4 separate regions of the Sus scrofa genome follow, and regions 1, 3 and 4 are each linked to region 2. A link is a contact called in public Hi-C, HiChIP or PLAC-seq and promoter capture Hi-C data. All regions are on one chromosome and are shown on one strand. The core of a region is the stretch at or near the end of the contact, and the rest is flanking DNA. Distances in the headings are between cores, read along the strand shown.

Evidence for each region. Promoter capture Hi-C pulls out the DNA fragments that hold promoters and counts their contacts. Hi-C and Micro-C count contacts between places; a contact is called where the count stands out from the background. HiChIP or PLAC-seq counts read pairs in DNA pulled down with a chosen protein or histone mark.
Region 1: a contact with region 2 is called in a promoter capture Hi-C map of liver, with 10 times the contacts expected there. The contact joins the promoter of SLC25A16 here to the promoter of CCAR1 in region 2. A contact is called at or near these places in 4 of 5 promoter capture datasets (fetal liver, fetal skeletal muscle and liver), 29 of 47 Hi-C or Micro-C datasets (adipose tissue, alveolar macrophages, blood and 16 more) and 2 of 2 datasets of contacts at active chromatin or transcription factors (alveolar macrophages and skeletal muscle).
Region 3: a contact with region 2 is called in an H3K27ac HiChIP or PLAC-seq map of skeletal muscle, with 4 times the contacts expected there. The contact joins the promoter of DNA2 here to the promoter of CCAR1 in region 2. A contact is called at or near these places in 2 of 5 promoter capture datasets (fetal liver and liver), 2 of 47 Hi-C or Micro-C datasets (embryonic fibroblasts and liver) and 2 of 2 datasets of contacts at active chromatin or transcription factors (alveolar macrophages and skeletal muscle).
Region 4: a Hi-C map of liver shows a contact between it and region 2, with 3 times the contacts expected there. The contact joins the promoter of DDX21 here to the promoter of CCAR1 in region 2. A contact is called at or near these places in 1 of 5 promoter capture datasets (fetal skeletal muscle), 1 of 47 Hi-C or Micro-C datasets (liver) and 1 of 2 datasets of contacts at active chromatin or transcription factors (alveolar macrophages).

Annotation. Positions count from the first base shown.
Region 1 is chr14:71,649,989-71,652,688 of Sscrofa11.1, forward strand. SLC25A16 (graves disease carrier protein) reads right to left here and starts at 1,353. Exons shown (of 9, transcript XM_021072451.1): 1 at 826-1,353. The coding sequence starts at 946.
Region 2 is chr14:71,826,199-71,828,898 of Sscrofa11.1, forward strand. It overlaps CCAR1 (cell division cycle and apoptosis regulator protein 1), which reads left to right and starts at 1,311. Exons shown (of 25, transcript XM_021072498.1): 1 at 1,311-1,436.
Region 3 is chr14:71,605,774-71,608,473 of Sscrofa11.1, forward strand. It overlaps DNA2 (DNA replication ATP-dependent helicase/nuclease DNA2), which reads right to left and starts at 1,294. Exons shown (of 21, transcript XM_021072448.1): 1 at 559-1,294. The coding sequence starts at 734.
Region 4 is chr14:72,038,571-72,041,270 of Sscrofa11.1, forward strand. DDX21 (nucleolar RNA helicase 2) reads left to right here and starts at 1,415. Exons shown (of 15, transcript XM_005657387.3): 1 at 1,415-1,599. The coding sequence starts at 1,513. LOC106508089 (a long non-coding RNA gene) reads right to left here and starts at 1,383. Exons shown (of 3, transcript XR_001304647.2): 1 at 955-1,383.

The DNA of each region.
Region 1 (2,700 bases), core at 103-2,602, 180 kb before region 2:
AGACTCATACTGAGTGAAGTCAGAAAGACAAAGACAAATACCATATGATATCACTTATATCTTGAATATAATATATGGCACAAATGAATCTTTCCACAGGAAAAAAAAAAAAATCATGGACTTGGAGAATAGACTTGTGGTTGCCAAGGAGGAGGGAGGGAGTGAGATGGATTGGGAGCTTAGGGTTAATAGATGCAGACTATTGCCTTTGGAATGGATTAGCAATGAGATCCTGCTGTGTAGCACTGGGAACTATGTCTAGTCACTTATGATGGAGCATGATAATGTGAGAAAAAAGAATGTATACATGTATGTATAACTGGGTCACCATGGTGTATAGTAGAAAACTGACAGAACACTGTAAACCAGCTATAATGGAAAAAAATAAAAATCATTATATAAAAAAAATAAGCTGTCCTCCAATATTTGTTTTCTTTTAAGCAAACAGCAAAATCCAATTCTACACCAGTCGTTCATGGTCTTTATACAAGAAAGGAGCTCCCAGCATGTTTCACTGAAACCCTGGAGTCTTTGAAGGGAGTCCTCTATTTTCCCGGCTATCCAACCCTGAAGAATGGGTGCCCGGTTCAGCCCTTCCAGGTCCCCTACCGCTTCGCGACAGCTCAAGGCCCTTCCTCTGCAGGACCCTGATGAGATTACTCAATTGATTATAGAAAGAGGTTATAGCAGGTCCCGGCAAACACCTGGCAGGGCATTGAAACAGCCCAAGTCCGAGAATGTCATCGCGGCCGCAAGCACCCAACCTGCCCCGGATCCTGCCCCTAAAGCTCGGGGTACGACCAGGTCCTCCCGACGGACACCCACCTCCAGCCAGGAAGGAACGCAACCAGTAGAAGTCTCGGCGAGCGGCGGGTCCTCCGGTTCCTGCTGCCTGCGGCATCGCAGGAGGTGGCTCGGCCGCTGCCAGGGCCGCCGCCGCCGCCATCAGGATCAGGGCCGCGCAGGAGCTTTGGTCGCCAACTCACAGTCCAAGAGCCCTAGCCATGCCCAGAGCAGGCGGTGACAGGGCACCCCGCCGCCGTGCGGGCGGGACGGAATACCGCCGGCGGTGCAGCGCGGCGCGGGCTGATGGCGTACGCCAGAGGCGGGGCCTGGATCAAGGCCCGAAGGGGGCGTCACCTCCCCCCACCCCCACGTTGGACGTGTCCCCACGCCCCGGCCTCACCCAAAATCCCTGCTTCTGGCTGGAGTCACTCTTCAGGCCTCTTCTGTTACGGACGGAGGAAGGGAAACATGGCCAGCAAGAAGGTCCTTCCAAAACCCGCCACCTCAGAAAGTCCTCCACCGTCCGTTGACCTGTATTGACCACTGACCTGGAACCGTCCAGCGGGCTGCTTATGACCTTCCTAAAAATGAGCCCCAGGAGTTCCCTTCGTGGCTCAGTGGTTAAAGAATCCGACTAGGAATCATGAGGTTGCGGGTTCCATCCCTGGCCTTGCGCAGTGGGTTAAGGATCCAGCGTTGCCATGAGCTCTGGTGCAGGTCGCAGACGCAGCTCGGATCTGGCGTTGCTGTGGCTCTGGTGTAGGCTGGCAGCAACAGCTCCTATTAGACCCCTAGCCTGGGAGCCTCCATGTGCAGCGGGAGTGGCCCTAGAAAAGGCAAAAAGACAACAACAACAAAAAATTCCAGCCTTTGCTCACTCTTTCCAGGAACCTCTGAAATTGTAGTCTCTCCCACCAAATCACCTCTGCCTTCTCTGAGCTTCTCGCTGAGCCTGTTTCTGCCTCCCTAACGGTTCACCAGGAAGCTTCAATTCCACCCCATCACCTCTGCCAAAGAAATAGTTGCTGAAGCAAGTTCTTCTTTCTTTGGGGCTCTGTGAATTACACAAATACTTCTGACTTGCCAGGAGGTTCTGAATCTCTGTCTTATGCTTAGCACTCAAATTCCACCGCTCTACCCACTACCAGCTCCTAAACTCTCAGGAACTTCCGTTTCTTCTTACTAGCCCTACTGTATTACAAGACTGTACTTTTTTTAACCACCCCTTATGGACACTATTCTATTGCTATGAATCCCTCATCACTTCCAACTTGAGCAAAATTCATCCCTATTTTTTTTTTTTTTTGTCTTTTTTTAGCTATTTCTTGGGCCGCTTCCACGACATGTGGAGATTCCCAGGCTAGGGGTCAATCGGAGCTGTAGCCACCGGACTACTCCAGAGCCACAGCAACGTGGGATCCGAGCCGCGTCTGCAACCTACACCACAGCTCACGGCAACGCCGGATCCTTAACCCACTGAGCAAGGGCAGGGACCGAACCCACAACCTCATGGTTCCTAGTCGGATTTGTTAACCACTGCGCCGCGACGGGAACTCCAATTCATCCCTATTCTTTGTGACCACAGTTGTTCTGAACTTTTATCCTCTGTCAGAAATTATCACGATTTTCATTAATACTTACTCCAACCTTCACTATTATTGGCACTGGTCCCGTTTCTCTTTCCACCCATATATGCCTCTGCAAGGTGTTTCTAGCCACATTTAGTCATTAATGATGGGTCTAGATTTCTTTTTTTTTTTTTTCACTTTTATGGTATGCCCTTTTTTTTAAGGTTAGCTTTTAATGGATTTGATAGTCATGTGCAAATTTGATCATAATATACAAGAGCCAGTGTTTCTATAGAGCTATGTCTGAACAAGAACAGAATCTCAAAATACAGCATAAACCTGAACC
Region 2 (2,700 bases), core at 61-2,560:
GTGTAGGTCCTGGATATGGCTTGGATCGTGCATTGCTGTGACTGTAGAGTAGGCTGGTAGCTGCAGCTGTGATTTGACCCCTCGCTAGGGAACTTCCATATGCTGTGGCTGCGGCCCTTAAAAAAAAAACAAAAAAAAAACAGCAAACAATACAAACAAAAACAAACAGTTGAGGAATTAAATGTACTTAAGGAGATGCAAGAGTTGAACTCAGGGAATTCCCATCCTTGCTCAGCAGTATCAAACCTGACTATGATCCATGAGGATTCAGGTTTGATCCGTGGCCTCACTCAGTGGGTTAATTATCCAGCATTGCATTGAGCTGTGGTGTAGGTTGCAGACTCGGTTTGGATCCCCTATTGCTGTGGCTGTGCCATAGGCTGTCAAATATAGGTCAAATTTGACCCCTAGCCTGGGAACTTCCATATGCCTCTGGTGCAGCCCTAAAAAGAGGGAAAAAAAGAGAAAAAAAAAAAAAAAAGAATGGAATTCCAAAATCTGCAATACATGCTGAAGGAAATTAAAGAAGACCTAAATAAATGGAAAGATATTCCATATTCATGGAATGGACACTTAATTTTGCTACTTGTGGGAATATAAACTGGTTTAGTCACTAAAAAAACAGGTTGGCAATTCCTCAGAAGGTTACGTAGAACATTACCATGTAACCCAGAATCCACTCCTAGGCATAAATCCTAGATAATTGAAAACAGGTGTACAAACAAAATGTGACCCTTCATAGCAACATTATTCACAACAGCCCCAAGGTGGAACCAACCCAAATGAACAAATGACAAATGGACAAATTGTGGTATTACCCATACAATGGAGCGAAGTACTGATGCGTGCTACAACATGAAACTTGGACATAATATCGTAAGTTATAAAAGCTAGATACACAAGGCCATATGTCAGTATGATTCTATTAATATGAAAAGTCTAAGATAGGCAAATCCATAGAGATAAATCCGATTAGTGGTTGCCTAGGGCTGCAGCGAGAAGGGATTAAGGAGTGACTGCTTCGTGGGTAGGGGTTTCTTTTAAGGTGGAGGGTGCATAATGTTATGACTCTGCTAAAAGACATTGAACTATACAATATAAAACACTTAAACGAGTGAATTATATGTGAAATCAATTTCATCTCAGTTTTTTTAAAAAGTTAGGATGTCAGGCTTATATGCATTTTTCAAAGATCTTGAATTATTTTTTTAAAAAAGACAAAAAAACACAAAATGGCGACAGGGTCATCGGATCACGTGACTGGCGGTTCTTCCCACTCGCAAAGCCTTTTCCTTTGAGCCTGCGCAGGGACACAGGCTCATTGTTACGCGAAGCCAAGGTAACCCTTCTTAGGCGCGCTCTAATTCTACCGGCGTAGCGAAAGCCGTGAGCGTATTGAAGTCGAGCTGGGGAACGCGCACGTAGAACGTACGCCCGTAAGTGCCGCTCCTCGGCGAGTTGGGTGGGGGAGAGGCGTGGAGGAAGACGGGGAAGTTGGCGCATGCGCCCAAAACTGACGGGTTTGAAATGGCTTCGGTCTTATCCGGGACTGGATTCAGGTGAAGCTCTGGTCGTCGCGACTGGAGCGGCGGGCGGCCCAACTGGGGTTTTAAAGCCCTAGCGGATCCGCGGAAGGGCCGAGCGCGACGGCTTTGGTAGCACGGCGTCCATAGGCCAGCGACGGTGGGGCTCTCGTGGGACTGGGACGGGAGGGGACACGGTCCCTTTTGTGCGGGTCGGAGCAGGCCCCGCGCGGCCGGCCCCTCCCCCACTGCCTCGCTTTTTTCCGGTGGCCCCTCAGGTGCCCCCGGCGAGCCTCAGCCTTGGCATGGAGGGCTTGAAGGGGCTGCTGACTGCAGTCTCTCGTTCCCAAGCTGCTGCGGCTTTAGCCTCCCGGCTTCAGGTCCGGGGCGCAGGGGCCGCTCGTGGTAGCACGGATTTGTGGGATGGAGGCCTTTTCCGCGTCTCCTTTCCTCGGGGGATGTTAAGGGGCTCAGAGCTCTCGCTATTCCCCTGTTGGCGTTTTGCTTCGTCTCGCGGGACGGAGGATTCCGCCTCCACTGGTCTGCGGCCCGTGAGGAGCTAGCGCTGGAGAAAGATGGATAGCAGTGCCCCGGCCTCTCGGAGGCGGAGGGGGGGATGGGGGCGCGGCCTGGGATCTTCGCCACTTCTGGCTTGATGGGAGGGGGAGGGGTCTTCGTTTTAGTGCTTTAAGGAGGCGTCCGTTATTTCAACTGTCTTTCCCATCGAGGGAAGGGAGGGTAAAGGGGCCCCCAGACCCTTCCCTAGTCTTGAAAGTAAGGAGACGTCCGTTATTTAAATGATATTCTTGAATACCTTTGTTCTGTGTCTCCGTCCCAATTTCCGTTATTGGTTTTGCCACTTTCAGTCCCCAGCTCTTGGCCAAAAGACACATGCAGGCTGTATTTCCTTGCGTAAAGCGGTGTTACTTCTTATTGCTAAGAATTGGGTAGATAGCAGCAGATGATCTTCTGTTTAAATGTGACAGTTTGTAGTCGCCGAAGGAAGTGCCTTTCTTGTAAGTTAGCTCCTCATGTCATCTATCAGATGCTTTTGGTCAACTTCTTGATGTAAAATGTTTTTACTGCGTATCGGACGTTTCATATGCCTCTTGCTATTTATATTTGGTCTAGGAAGATGTCCTTGAAAATTTAAACGTTTCCTTAATGCTTTTGTTGT
Region 3 (2,700 bases), core at 44-2,543, 220 kb before region 2:
CCCTGCCCTTGCTCAGTGGGTTAACGATCCGGCGTTGCCGTGAGCTGTGGTGTAGGTTGCAGACACGGCTCGGATCCCGCGTTGCTGTGGCTCTGGCGTAGGCCGGTGGCTACAGCTCCGATTCAACCCCTAGCCTGGGAACCTCCATATGCCGCAGGAGCGGCCCAAGAAATAGCAACAACAACAAAAGACAAAAAAGACCAAAAAAAAAAAAAAAAAAAGAAAAAGAAAAGCATCTAGCAGTTGCAATTCCCTTTTATGAAGGCATTTAAGGTGGCTGGGACCCAAAAAAATCCAGAAAGCGGTGATAGTAAGGTAAGGAAGGACCTGCTGAGTGAGGGAGAGTCTTCGAGCTCTTGCCCGGGCTTAGCCCTAAAAAGAACCCTGCGAAGCAGACCCCAGCTCCAGAAACTCGCCGGGGCCAGGAGACCTGAGCTCGGTCACTCCTACCAGAGCCCGGTTCCATGGAGGCGTGGTTGCGGCCTCTCCCGCTCTTTTCTTTTCAAAATTCCCGCTTGGCTCCCAGATCCTCCCCGCCCCAACCCCCACTCTGCTCACAGCTTCGCAGGCGGCGCAGCCTCGTCACCGAAACTCTTCTCCATGAGCAGCTCCAAATCGCCCATCTGCTCCATCCTGGGCGCCGAGACCGAAAACTGCCGCCAGGTAAAAACTGGTGAACAGTGATCAGCACTGGAAAGGAAAAGAGACACGAGTCCGCCAGGCGACGTGCGCATGCGCCGACCGCCGCGATCCCAAGTGACCTGCGCGGGCAGCCCTTCCCGCGCCCGGAGGGTAAAGCTTGGAGAGCCGCACCGGGGCAGCAAAGGCTGAAAAGGCGCCCTTGATCCTTCGCTTTAGGGTTAGGAAAGCAAGGACTCTTCGTAACCCGACCTAGACTAAATGCTTCCGCCCTCTCTCTAGACACGCTGACCCATGCCCCACACACGCTCTTAGTAAGCTCTTAGTACTATTTGCAGTTGCCCAAATCCAGGTGTGCCTTGAATCTCCTCTTTCCTTTCCATCTCACTGTCACTACCTGATAATTATCTCTCACACGTGCTTCCATTCTTAACTCCCTGCAATTTATTCTTTCCCCTTTCCCAATATTTTACCATGAAAATTTTCAAATGTACAGAAAAGTTGAGAATTATATAATGAACACTGTATACATATCACCTAAAGTTTACAATTAGCATTTGCTGTCTTAAGAGTTCTCTTTGTGGCTCAGTGGGTTAACTAACCCGACTAGTATCCATGAGGAGGCCGGTTCGATCCATGTCCTTGCTCAGTGGGTTAAGGATCCGGTGTTGAGCTGTGGTGTAGGTCAAAGACTCCGCCCGGATCCACTGGTCCTGGCGTAGGCCGGCAGGTACAGCACCTATTCAACCCCTAGCCTGGGAACCTCCATATGCCGCGGGTGCAGCCCAAAGTAGACAAAAGACAAAAGAAAAAGGTACAGAATGTTCTTCTCACCTCCAGAAAGTTCTTTTCATACCCTCCCCAAGTAACATCCTTCCCCACTGGAAACCCAGCCACTAACCCGATTTTTTTTTCACCAGAGATTAGAGTTGTCTATTCTACAACTTCATATAATGAAAATCAAATGATGTGTACTATTTTGTGTCTGGCTTCTTTCACTCAGTATAACGTTTTTGAGATGCATCCATTTTGTTACACGAACCAGAAGTTTGTTTCTTTTTATTGCTGAATAGTAGTCTGTTTGGCCAGTCTCCTGTTGACGAATGATTTACAGTGTTTTGCTATCTTGAATAAAGCAGGACAAATATTCTTTTTTTTTTTTTTTTTTTTTTTTTTTTTTTGTCTTTTGTCTTTTTGCCTTTTCTAGGGCCGCTCTTGCGGCATATGGAGATTCCCAGGCTAGGGGTCCAATCAGAGCTGAAGCCACCAGCCTACACCAGAGCCACAGCAATGCGGGATCCGAGCCACGTCTGCAACCTATACCGCAGCTCACGGCAATGCTGGATCCTCAACCCACTGAGCAAGGCCAGGGATCAAACCTGCAACCTCATGGTTCCTAGTCGGATTCATTAACCACTGCGCCACGACGGGAACTCCAGGACAAATATTCTTGTATACATTTTTTGGTGGATGTGTGCTTGTATTCGCCTTTTTAAATAAATTTTTATTATGGTTGATTTACAATGTACTGTCAATTTCTGCTGTACAGCAAAGTGACCTAGGTGTACACATCTTCTATTTCTCGCATTATCCTCCATCATGTTCCATCACGTGTTTCAATACAGTTCCCTGTGCTATAGCAGGATCTCATTGTTTGTCTACTCCAAAGGCAATAGTTTGCAGGTATTTGTCTTGAGTACATATCTTGGGGTGAAATTTCTTGACTATGGGTAGGTTTATATTTAGGTTTAATAGAGCTTTAGCCAAGTGGTTGTAACATTTTACACTATCACCAACAATGTGTGAGAATTTCAGTTTCTGCATATCCTTGACATTTGATGCCGTCAGTCCTAACAGCCTTAATTTGCATTCCTCCATCACTAATAATATTACTTGATCACATGCCTAGTCATTTGTATATCCCCCTTTGTTAATGTCTGTTCAAATCTTTTGCCCATTTTTTGTTAAATTTCATTGTCCTTTTATTACTGAGTTGCAGAATTCTCTCTATATAATTCTAGATAAAAGTCCTTCATCAGATAGGTTTTGCAAATATTTGCT
Region 4 (2,700 bases), core at 165-2,664, 210 kb after region 2:
ATTTTGCCAGCTCCATTATGCATGAGAAACTCGGGTTCAGATTAAGAAACATATCCAAAAATCAGAGCAAGATGATGAAGGTTTACAAGGCCAGGGAAGATTTCACATGCACGCGCGCGCGCACACACACACACACCCCCAACCCACCCCATTTTTTGCTGCACCTGTTGGCATGTGGAAGTTCCTGGGCCAGGGATGGAATCCAAGACTCAGCTGTAATCTGCAGTCTATGCCACATGTGACAACACCAGATCCTTAACCCACTGTGCCTGCTGGGGGATCTAAACTGCAACTCCACAGAGACATGCTGGACAGTTAACTTAATGTGCCACTGTGGGAACTCCTCAACCGATTTTTTTTTTTTTTTTTTTTCCCTTTTGAGGGCCGCTCCTGCGGCATATGGAGGTTCCCAGGCTAGGGGTCCAATCGGAGCTGTAGCCACCGGCCTACACCAGAGACACAGCAACACAGGATCCGAGCCGCGTCTGCGACCTGCACCACAGCTCACGGCCACGCCAGATCCTTAACCCACTGAGCAAGGCCAGGGATCGAACCTGAGACCTCATGGTTCCTAGTCAGATTCGTTAACCACTGAGCCACAACAGGAACTCCCTCAACCGATTTTTTAAAATGATTTCATGATGAATTGGCTCCCAGTTCTTTGTCTCACTAGTTCTTCACAGGAAGTTTAGCGATACTGTCACAGATTATTCAATATACCACTTTTCCTCAACTGCTTGAATTCGTATAGTGTCCACATTATGCAAGACTGAGAGCCCCTGTATTTTCTAATAGAGGTCCACGTGGTTTGGGGATCCTTTCTTCAGGCCCCAAGGCCGGTTCAGTTGCCTGTCTGTGCCTTCAAAACAACTGACACTCGTCTATTTCCACCCAGCCTATAAAACGTCTTGAAGGCAAGGCTTCTGTGCTGAATCCTAGCCTTGTTTCTCATACCTGACATGGTGAATGCTCAGGGGGAGGTACGGTGAGTGCACGCAGTAATGACCAGACCTGACAGAACTCCAGTTACTATCGAGGCCAGTGAGTCTGGGCGTCTCCTTTCAAGTGTGACGTTTCCACAGGATAACCAAGAATATACGTCCTGCGCATCTGCTCGTGAAAGGAGCTTGCCAAGGCTAGCAATCTAAAATAAAGCACTGAAAAGGCGCCACTCAAAAACAGCTAAAAATCTTCCAATATCAGGCCGAGGCTAGCGAAAATCTCGCCAGTGTTTTAACGACAATAAAGCCAACCTTTGCGGTTCCTTCCGTTTACCCTTCTGAGGGTGGCTTCTAGTTCAGGCACTGTAAACACTCAACTCACACCAGCCGGCGTGAGCTGCAGCTGCTTTGGAACCACATGTGCCGCCGCCTCCCTGGGGAACTTCCGCTTCCGCAGGATGAACTCTGCTACAGGAAGTGACGGGAGCTGGGTGGGCTAAAAAGGTTGGGCTCTCTCTTCCTCTCCACGCGGTTGACGAGATCGGTCGGCCTACCCAGCAGGTGCAGAGTGATGCCGGGGAAACTTCGTAGTGACGCGGATTTGGAGTCAGAAACCGCCACGGCAAAAGTGGAGATGCCGCGAAAGCAAAATGAGAAGGTACCACCGAGGGCCGAGGGACCTGGGGCAAGGCAGGACAAGGGGCTCTGAGATGAGGGGCCTGGGCTGGCGGCGCGAGGCGCGGACCCGACTTGGCCGGTGATCGGCGTGGGTTTCGGCCAAGGGGCGCGGGAGAGTGGTCGGTGCTCTCCGCGGGCGGTGGGCGCACTGCCCGGAGGTCCGGTGGGGGGGGCGATCGCAGCTGGAGAGCCGGCCGGGTGTCCCACGTGGTCTCTGAGTCTGGGCGCTCCGCACCGGGTGAGCAAAGTAGAACGGTCACGGTTAGGCCCCCACGTTTTGGCCCAGACTGATATCTCCCGGCGTGAGTGTGCGCGGAGGGAATTGTAGGTAGGGCTTTAAAGCTTTCAGCGGGGCTGGCCAGCCCATAAGGCCATCCGCACACGTGGGCGGCGTCCGCAGTGACATTTTTTTACCATAGTAGGGAGGTACTACTTGTTTTCCGGGAAGCGGCCCTTAGAAGATAAGTTCAGTCCCTCTTAATATTTTTAGCCATATTTTCCTTGGAAATGTAAAGACATGTATTGATGCTTAACTGCACACCGTGTGCAATTACCTCGATAGCTGCCTCCCGCTCTTACTTCCTTAGATAGCGATTTAACCTGTGACTGAGTCTCTGCTCTGAGATAAGGTCACTGAGAGCAAAGATTGTCCCTGAACTTGTATACGACTTAAAATTTTCTCTCCTTGCTGTTTCTGGGTCTTTTTGATGGGGAATTTCTACAAAAACAATGTTTTGGTGTTGTAGGAAGCCGAGGTAGCGCAGACTTGTGCTCACAGGTGGGGAGGAAGTGGTCCTGGTTTACCTGCCTTGCAACTTGTTAAATTATGGGATGCTGAAATTAGAAGGGACATGACCATACTCTATTGCTTTCCAAAGGAGACCACCGGAATTGGAAATCCAGCCTCGTTTGATGGAAGCAAGGGATGAAAGAAATAAAGCTTTGAGATGGAGGAGACCAGATTATTTTTCAGCTGTCTGAAGGATGGGTCGTGTGGGAGAGATTAAGGACAGAGGCTAGGCCTGAAATTGCAGGGAGGCAGGTTTCAGCTCAGTGTAAAGTCTCACTTCTGGAGTTGACC